Linked DNA regions of Ovis aries: region 2 is linked to region 1. A link is a contact called in public Hi-C data. All regions are on one chromosome and are shown on one strand. Each heading gives the region's core, a stretch centred on a gene start, on an enhancer-like site or on the middle of the called end of the contact. The rest is flanking DNA. Distances are from core to core; before and after follow the strand shown. Region 1 has its middle 41 kb from the start of THEM4. Region 2 holds the start of S100A10 (S100 calcium binding protein A10).

Evidence for each region. Hi-C and Micro-C count contacts between places; a contact is called where the count stands out from the background.
Region 2: a contact with region 1 is called in a Hi-C map of liver, with 4 times the contacts expected there. The contact joins the promoter of S100A10 here to the enhancer-like site in region 1. A contact is called at or near these places in 13 of 16 Hi-C or Micro-C datasets (blood, hypothalamus, liver and 7 more).

What each region holds. Positions count from the first base shown.
Region 1 is chr1:101,913,604-101,918,392 of ARS-UI_Ramb_v3.0, reverse strand. No RefSeq gene overlaps it. Among named protein-coding and RNA genes, the nearest start is that of THEM4, 41 kb to the right of the region's middle. Within about 2 kb of position 1,967, at least 8 of the 54 cell types and tissues checked have an H3K27ac peak or open chromatin away from gene starts, as enhancers often do. A contact at or near this core is called in tail adipose tissue, where this site is marked.
Region 2 is chr1:101,967,145-101,971,933 of ARS-UI_Ramb_v3.0, reverse strand. S100A10 (S100 calcium binding protein A10) reads left to right here and starts at 2,915. Exons shown (of 3, transcript XM_015092248.3): 1 at 2,915-2,966. It overlaps LOC105613037 (a long non-coding RNA gene), which reads right to left and starts at 3,522. Exons shown (of 4, transcript XR_006060717.2): 1 at 3,239-3,522.

The DNA.
Region 1 (4,789 bases), core at 718-3,217:
TCTTCCCAACCCAGGGATAGAACCCTCGTCTCCTGTGTCTTCTGCACTGCACATTTGCCATTGTGCAATCTGTGAAGCCTGTGAACTGGGAGGACACTGTATAAGAAGTGGTCTTTCAAATTTTATCAATTTGTCTCTCTTTTGCTCATGTTCAGTTTTTCTAAAGTATTCACAGCCAAAGGGGCCTCCCCAGAATATTGGAGCCCTAACAGGGCAATGCAAGAGCTGCAAGAATCCCTTGGTTGGGAAGATTCCCTGTAAAAGGAAATGGCAACCCACTCCAGTATACTTTCTGGGAAAAATCCCGTGGACAGAGGCTCTTGGCAGGCTACAGTCCATGGGGTCACAAAGAGTCGGAGACAGTTGAGCACACACATACATACATTAACAGGGCAAAGTCAAGCACAGTTTCTTTTTTAAATTCTGTAATTCTGATTACACTCCCAACCAAGCACCTAGATCAAATTCAAAGGGCAGTGGAGCAGGGCAAGAGCAGAGGGGGTCAGATGAATTTCAGAAAAACAAACCATAAAGCTTCTTTGCTGTGAATCCACTAATGCAAGGATGACCAGTTCTAAGGAATGGGACTCGATCCCCATTGTCTTAACTCACAATACCCTTCAGGGAGAGGGGTGGAAGCTGCCAACAACATTCCCACATTTCTTCAGAATTCCTACAAAGAATGGATCTAATGATAACGGTCTGAGGGACAGTGCGGGAGGGCATGGGTACTTGCTTACAGTTTCATTTACAATAGCAAATAGATTTGTTTTACTTAGTAGCATATTTACTTCTTTACTTGCAGGGCCACGTAGCAGGTACTCGTGAGAATGAGGGCCAGTGTCTCCCAAATTGTTCCTTGCTTACTGCCACTTGTCTTGTTTCCCACTCTATGCCAACGTGGCAAATTATTAATACATGAAGAATGTGCATCAATTATGCTTTAAGGGTATTTTGAGAATTTCCTATATTCCCACTCTCCCCTTCCCCACCAAGATCAATGAGACATGCTGGAATATTTCGAAACCAGGTTTTGTCTAGATGTATTCGAAAAGGGAAAACGCAGGCCATAGAAATGCTATTTGACCAGAGCCATTCTCCTGATTTTAAGAACTTCCTTTTGAATTTTCAGCTAAATACTGCAATATAACAGGCATGTCTCATCCGCTAGATTGACATGTTTCTCAAGAATGAGCCTAAAACTGCTGACTAGTAAGATTATGTATGCTCCAGTTCAGTTACAGGAGTTCTTGAGTGACGGGACTTACAGTAACTTCACCCTACTGGGCTTTTGCTTCCCAGCTCCTCTACACAGGAGGGGCTGGACACACAATGACTGTTACTGTTTCTAGGTATGGGTGCTGGGTAAGATGTTCTGCATGCCAGGTAGTGGCTAAGTCAAATGCCTTGGAGCTGGTAGATGACAAGACAGAGTCCCTGGAGTACATCCCCAACTCAGTTCTACTTTATTGCTGCTGTGTAGGAAAGGCAGGAGATTTTTAGACATTCCCACATTTTCACAAGAAGCCAGAAATTCAGAGCGTTGTACAAAATCTCCTGAATTTTAAAGGTGGCAAATTACTAAAATGTTTTAAAAGGACAGCATGGATGACCAAGTAGGTAATTCACAACCTCTAACCATAGAAGACACCCTGGAACATTTGCACCTGACCGTTAAAGATTTGGTGACCTTGGAGCACTCATGATATTATTTTAGTGACCTATATTATTATTTGCTTGGGAACCTAAAGGCTTGGCTATTACATATCCATTATCTCATTTCATCTCCACAATAACACTGATTTAGGGACTAGTACTATTTCCATCCCCAGATGAGAAAACAGTCTTAAAGAGTTTGAGTAACTTACCCAAGGTCCCAAAGCAAGTCCACCTTGGGGATTTGTCACAGGGCAGTCATGCCCTCCAGCATGGGGCTCTACTGGCACCTCGGGCCTAAAGTCCTGGAACTCCACTGAGCCCACTCTCAGACTAGGGGTATTACTACATTCAAATCCTATGTGGTAGGATGTTGACTACTCCAAATACAAAATTTATTTAATTCTTCTCCTTTAGTGAAAGAGTGTTACAGTTTTGCAGTGTTATAGTTTTGCCAATAAATATCTAAAACTAGTCATTCAAAAAGCTACTGTGAAACAATTTCAGGCCATGCATTCAAATGTCTGAACTTGCAAAATTTGGCATACGGAGTGCTATGAGAGGCTGCCAAACACAAGAGAGGAATAAGAGGAAAGGTGAAGCATGGAGCACTACTGCATTTTTGTTTTCCCATGACAGTAGTGAGAACTAGAGACTGTAAAGGGGGAGGAAAAATCTGTGTGGAATTGCACAGAGCCAGTTTTCTTTTTTAAAAAAATTACTTATAACAGTAAATAGTTACCAAGCAACTGTAACCAAGTTACTACATCCATGGTGAAAATACAATACACACACACACACACACACACACACACACACACACACAATCTTTCCAGTGAATGGCCCCTGATTCATTTTCTCCAATCCTTACTATCATCACTCACAGATCTGCAGTAGCTTTGATATCATCATTCCTTCCAGTGAACCAGAGGGAAAGAAAAAGTGGTGTGACTGCGGTATGTGTGTGTGTGAGAGAGAGAGAGAGAGAAATGGAGCAAGACAGTTAGAAAGGGAGTCAAATATTTTGATCAGTTACCCCAGCAGCAGGCTTAGACACATTAGCTTAGGACCATCTGATAAATTTTAAGGAGATCGCTATTATTGGGGAGAAAGTAATTAAAGACTGAGCAGCCTCTGCCATAAAGCAGTGGGGTGCTGTGGTTACTCACAAGGGCTCTAGCACCAGACTGCCAGGTTTGGATTCCAATTTCTTTACTTACTAGCTAGGTTTTCTTTTCTTTTCTCTCTCTCTCTCTCTCTTTTTTTTTTTTTTTTTTTTTTTTGCCTTTTGGTCACGCCACAAGGCTTACGGGATCTTAGTTCTCCAACCAGGGATTATACCAGGTCCCTCAGCAGGGAAAGCATGGGGTCCTAACCTCTAGGCCACCAGGGAATTCCCTAGCTAGGTTTTCTTGAGTGCATTGCCTAAACTTGATAAGTTTTAGTTTCCTATCTATAAATTGGGTTTTTCTATAAATTGACTCTACATCATAGGGTTGTTGTGAGGATTAAACAAGTTTAAATAGATTAAAAATTTAGAACAGTGTTGGCGCATAATTAGAACTCAACAAATATCAACTTTAATGCTATCATCTCTCCCAGTGAAAAACACTGGTAACTCAAAAATGCTGACCACTGGTGTTTCTCAGCAAGGATGATGTCACCGCTAGTCTGGGAAATTCACAGGTGAGCTGTTCTGTTTTGTTAGGTTTTGGCTCGGTTGTCACAATGATTGGCAAGCACTGCCAACACTCAGTGGGTAGGGTTAAGGTTGGGGTTAGATACTAGATGTTCTGCAATGAATGGGTCAGCACAGTGGTGAACTGCCTCACATCCTACACAGCTTTATATATCCTCCCAGTCTTCATGTAGGTAAAAAAAAAAAAAAACTTTGATTATCTGAACCTGAAGCCTAATTCCATTTTACATATAAATGCAAAATATTTTTCGGCACAGCTTAAATATTACTAAATTTTCCAGGAACACAACTATCATGTAAATCAAGCGAAGTTAAACTTCTTGTTGCTCAAACCCTTCCCTGAGAATAGTTGTTCAGACCCTTCCAAAGAATAGTTCACATTTTGCAAAATTAGATGACCGACAACAATTTGAGTCAAGCATACCTGTGTCAGCCAGTATCTGTAGCTATCAGAAGCACAGGGCTTCTGTGTGTACTTGGGAGATTCCAACTCCATCATGATGTCGTCCAAGGGAGTTACATCTGACCAATTACCTATTGGAACTGATAGTGGTTTTTGTTTTTCAATTTTTTTGTTTTTTAGTGTATAAATTACTTCCCTTTTATTTCTCTTCTACATGACCATTTGAATATCAGATTCTTTTTTTTTAGGTTATGCATATAGATATTATATATGCATGCATGCTAAGTCATTTCAGTCGCGTCCGACTCTTTGTGACCCTATGGACTGTAGCCTGCCAGGCTCCTCTGTCCATGGGATTCTCCAGGCAAGAATACTGGAGTGGGTTGCCATGCCCTCTTCCAGGGGAAATTCCTGACCAAGGGACCAAACCCATCTCTCTTGTGTCTCCTGCATTGGTAGCCAAGTTCTTTACCCTAGATGTTATATTATCTATGAGTTTTGTTTCAGGAGAGTAAAGGGAATAAAAGTGTTTGTTATGAAAGGGGATGTTGGACCATAAGTGATGGAAGAATCATACTCACAGAGCCCATGATTTAAAGAGAATTCATTAACTGACAGATTATGTAAATAACAAATTCTTTTAATTAGTTGATAGATGTTAAGTATGTCAGCTATGTTGGTAATTGATGTAGCAGACAGAATAATGCCCCCTACCAAGATGTCCACATCCTAATCCCCAGAATCTAAAAATGTGTTAGATAACAAAGGAGAATTAAGATTGCACGTAAAATTAAGGTTTCTAATCAGCTGACTGTAAGCTAGGAATTATTCAGGTGTGCCCAATGTGGTCACAAAAATCCTTAAAAGTGGAAGAGGGAGACAGAAGAGTGAGAGTCAAGGAAGGTGCGATTATTAAAGAACGGTACTGCTGCTGCTGCTGCTAAGTCGCTTCAGTTGTGTCCGACTCCTAGCGACCCCATGGACTGCAGCCTACCAGGCCCCCTCCATCCATGGGATTTTCCAGGCAAGAG
Region 2 (4,789 bases), core at 1,666-4,165, 53 kb before region 1:
TGTCCATCCCAAACTCCCTAACTATCCCTTCCTTGACCCCAACCATAAGTTCATTTTATAAGTCTGTATCTTTCTGTTTTATAAGTTCATTTTAATATCTAACAGAATGCAAATAATTGTAAAGACTGCAAAATATGCAAAATTGCGATTGTAAAATATGCAAATTATTGCAAATTCAAGTTTGCTTTTTGGACATTTATGATATTACTTCTCTGGATACTTTTGATCCATGGGTGGTTGAATCTGAGGATGAAGAACTCTCAGACATAAAGAGTCAATTGCAGTAACTTGTTGAGTGAAAAAATAAAAAGGAATGAGTAAATGAACAATCACGGTCTTGATGACATATAAATAGTAAAAATAAGTTATGGAGCAAAAATAGAATACATAATTTTATAATCAATGTCAAAATTTAGGAAAACCATATCAAATGCAAGAAGAATGAATTTGCTTATTTTTTTAAACAAATTTTAGCACTTCCTAGCCCTTCACTCGGAGAACGCAATGGCACCCCACTCCAGTACTCTTGCCTGGAAAATCCCATGAGCAGAGGAGCCTGGTAGGCTGCAGTCCATGGGGTCGAGAAGAGTTGGAGACGACTGAGCGACTTCACTTTCACTTTTCACTTTCATGCATTGGAGAAGGAAATGGCAACCCACTCCAGTGTTCTTGCCTGGAGAATCCCAGGGCCGGGGGAGCCTGGTGGGCTGCCATCTATGGGGTCGCACAGGGTCGGACACGACTGAAGCGACTTAGCAGCAGCAGCCCTTCACTAAATAACTACTACCCAAGACTTCCCAGGTGGTCCAATGGTTGAGAATCTGCCTGCCAATGAAGGGGACATGGGTTTGAACCCTGGTCCAGAAAGATCCCACATGTCATGGGGCTACTACTGGGCCCAACAAAGACTCAATGCAACCACATAAATATGAACAGAAAAAAAGGAAATACATAAAAATGTTTACCTTTGGTCCATGCATTTACAAGTGATTTTATTTTTCTCCTTATACATTGGTATATTTCCCAAACCTTCTACAAGAAGAATGCACCTGTTTTACAATCAAATTTAAAAGTCATGGTAAATATTATCTTTAAAACATCTATCAAATGTTCCTGCTCCAGGAATTGTTCTGTGATAATTCCATGGGGACTTGGAGGTGCCTCCTCAATGCTCACAGTGTCCGATAGCATCCTCTACCATTCACTGAGCTCAGTGGATTTTGTTTGCTAATCTATCTTCCAACAAAGCTTGAAGTTTGAGGGACAGACTGATTCTTTGATTTCCGAATCCCCATGCCCTAGTACATACACTGCTGCTAAGTCACTTCAGTCGTGTCCGACTCTGTGTGACCCCATAGATGACAGCCCACCAGGCTCCCCTGTCCCTAGGATTCTCCAGGCAAGAATAATGGAGCGGGTTGCCATTTCCTTCTCCAATGCGTGAAAGTGAAAAGTGAAAGTGAAGTCACTCAGTCATGTCCGACTCTTAGCGACCCCATGGACTGCAGCCTTCCAGGCTCCTCCGTCCATGGGATTTTCCAGGCAAGAGTACTGGTGTGGGGTGCCATCGCCTTCTTTCAGTACATACACTAAGCATTCCTAAACATTGCAAATCAAGTGAAGGAATCAAGGAGTGCATAGTATAGGAACTCAGGTGTTCTCATTCTAAATCCAGTTGCATCTTTCCTGGAACTAAAGGGACCGAGAATTTTCTCCACTCTTGACTGTAGCCAACAGCCTAGGAAGAGCTTAGGAAGCCTATGGGAAGGCTGCAGAACTGCCCCCTTGAACGTTCAGCACCAGGGTTGAGGAACTCAGTGGAGTGAGAACTGAAATCCGAGTTTTCCTGGCAAGAGCTCAGATTAGTCACATGGAGGCATTTGGAGGATTCCCCAAGACTGCTCATTCCTCAGGGATCACTCACTCCTCCCAGGACCTCCCCTGGGAACAAAGGAAAACCCAAGACTTGGGACTGGGCCCTTTTCCACCAACAGCTGCTAGTAGTTTGCATTTAACCCTGAACCACAATTAAAATAAATGTTGGGGGTGGGGGAGTGGATAGCACCAGCTAGGAAACCCTTAGGTTTTCTCTAAATTACTTCCGAAGTGCTTTGAGGACCAAACAGGCCAATTTCAGGGGAAAAAAAAAAAAGGAAAAAAAGGAGATTCTTAAACAGGTTTTAATCATGTCAACTACAGCCGAAACTGAACGCCAGACCAACTGCCACGCACGCTAAGAGGGGTCAATTTCCAGTTCAACGAAAGGTTCTTAATGCCCTGGAGCTAAAAAGCCAAACAGCACCACCACCCCCTTCACTGCGGCGGGTAGTGAACTCGCCTTCTCCGAGAACAACCCTTAGGCGGGGCGGCGGGTGAGGGGGAGACCCCCCGCAGGCCTTGGACCCCCCCCCTCCCAATTTACCTCTTAGAGTCTAATCTGAAACCAAGTCTGAGGCCTTTGCGTCAGGTGCCCCTCCCTACAATATCATGTAGAAAATAATTCCTAGACCTGTAGTTTACAGACGAGGAGCTTACAATCTGGTTCCGGGCCAGCGCGCCCCACCCGCAGAACGACTGGATTCTTTGATTTCCACACTTACTCGCTAAAAGCAAACCCTAGAGGAAGGGCACGAAAATATTCGAGAGCATTTGAGTAGGAAGAGTTGACAATATCTTTCTCTCTGGGGGCGGGTGGAGGCCTGGAGCGAGGCTACTCCGCATAGCGAGAGAAGGGTGTGTGCGCTGCGCCCGGGGTGTGAGTGTGGCGGGGCGGGGGGAGAGGGAGGCGGGCAGGAAGAGGAGGGAGGGGAAGAGGTGGGGTGAGCCGAGGCCCTGCCACCCGCCCAGGCTCCTCCTGCCTCCCCCCGCCCCCCACCCCCACGTACTAAGGCGCCCTGCCCGCGGCGCTGTGCTCACTGGCCGCGCGTCCCCGCCAGCCGAGCGTCCCCGCTGCGCCTCCCGCCAAGGTGAGTCCTGCCCGCCGGTCCCGGGCGGTCCCCGGCCCCACAGCCCGCGCCCGGGGAAATCCCCACGTCGGCGGCTCCCGCTGGCCAGGCGGTCTTCACCGGGCGTCCCAGGTGTGGGGGTGCGACGATGGTGGTGGTCCGGCGTCGGCTGGGCATGCGGGGGTATCCTCTCCCCGAGCTCTGGGCCACACCCCAGCTGGGCGAGCACCTCCCCTGTCCCTCCCCGGCGCGACCCCCCCAGACCCCCAGAGGAGGGAGCACTTGGCCTTTACCAGTACTTCGGTGTCGGTGCCCCGGGGTCTGCTCTGCGCTACCTTTCGGTATATCTTTGTTTACACCCCTCCTGCTTTTCGACTGGTCTCCGCAGTTACCCGAATCCCTGTTTCTGGCCCCCTGTCCTGGCCGGCTTGTTTCTTTGTGGGCTCCGGCTGCAGGCTGACTTCTGTCCAGATGTTCGTAGCCTCCTAGCTGGACGGCCCGTGCAGACTCGGAGAGGGCTGGCGGGTTCTCGCCCTAAAGGACACCCCTCTGTCCCTCTCCTCGAAGCTTCAAGGTTGGGCTTCCTGTTATTTGTCTGCTAGACGAGAAGTTTCTCTCTACCAGCGGAGGGAAGACGGCTCTATTTGTTTTCCTTATAAAACAGTTTTGCTGAGGGGGTAAGGGGAAGCCATCACCTTCGGCCACCACTGAAGTGGGTTTTGTACTGAAAGGGTTCCCTTCTTGCTATTTTAGTGGATCTATACAGAGATAGAGGAAGAGCAAGTTTAATGAAGGATCTAACACCCCAGATTAACCTGGCCCAGTAAAATGAACTGTTGGTACCTGGACACAATTTGAGCCTGGCAAAGGACTGGTGCTTTGCCCCCAGACCTGAATACCGCACTCTCCAGCCTCGGGCGGTCTCCACCTAACTGAAACCCGGAATCTGCCTTGTTGGGCGAGGGTGGAGGGGCCAGCAGAGCAGCTAGCCCTGTGCCAGGCACCACGGGGCCCTGGTCCAGACTCTGGAATACGTTAAGCCCACCCGCTTCCCTCCCTTGAGGTTTCTGCAGGGCGTGGTTAGCACAAAGGGCTCCCGGATTCTCCTAGTGGAAGCCTGTGACTCAGTTGTGAGACCATGTGGGTGTGGTCTGGATGGTTCCAGACTCTCTGCAGATGGTTCAGACAGAACACTCCCCTGAAGGAAAAGGGGAACTGTGCCATTTTAGAGGGCATTTTCCAAGAGGAAATGAGTCACACCCGGACAGGCCGGCCATCTGAAGGAGAGGTTTCTTGACTGAACTGTGGTTGAGGACAAGTTAGATTGGTAGGGTCATGGCGTTTCAGCTGCTGGGTTATGGGTCTGGATTCCCACTGGCAGGCTGCCTCAGCTTTATTTGGGAGGTAGTGCTTCCCATTGAGAGGTTTGCAGTTACTGCAGATTCTTTTTCCCCTACAGCATGAGTTTCAAACTGCAGCCGTGGACTTATATCCTGCCCTTCAGGTGAGGCCAGGCCCACGGAAACACCCTGTCAGTGATCTTTGCCTCCAGCATATTTCATCAAATTGCAAAAGGTGATGCCAGGCATTAGGGCAGGAATGAGTTCACAATTCATCTGAAATTTCTTCCTCAGCCCTGCCCGCACAGACTCCTGTCTGGTTTCTGTTTAATCATCTCTTCCAAGTGATGTATTCCTCCCTTGACAGCCAGAAGCTACTTTCTTCACTGTGGTCCTTGATCCACCATTTGGAGATTCTTATTTTGTTTCTTCAGATTCTCCTAATGGTCTTCTGGGCATAAAGCACTCTGATTTCTAGGCGATGCTCTTCCCCGGCTTTTCCTG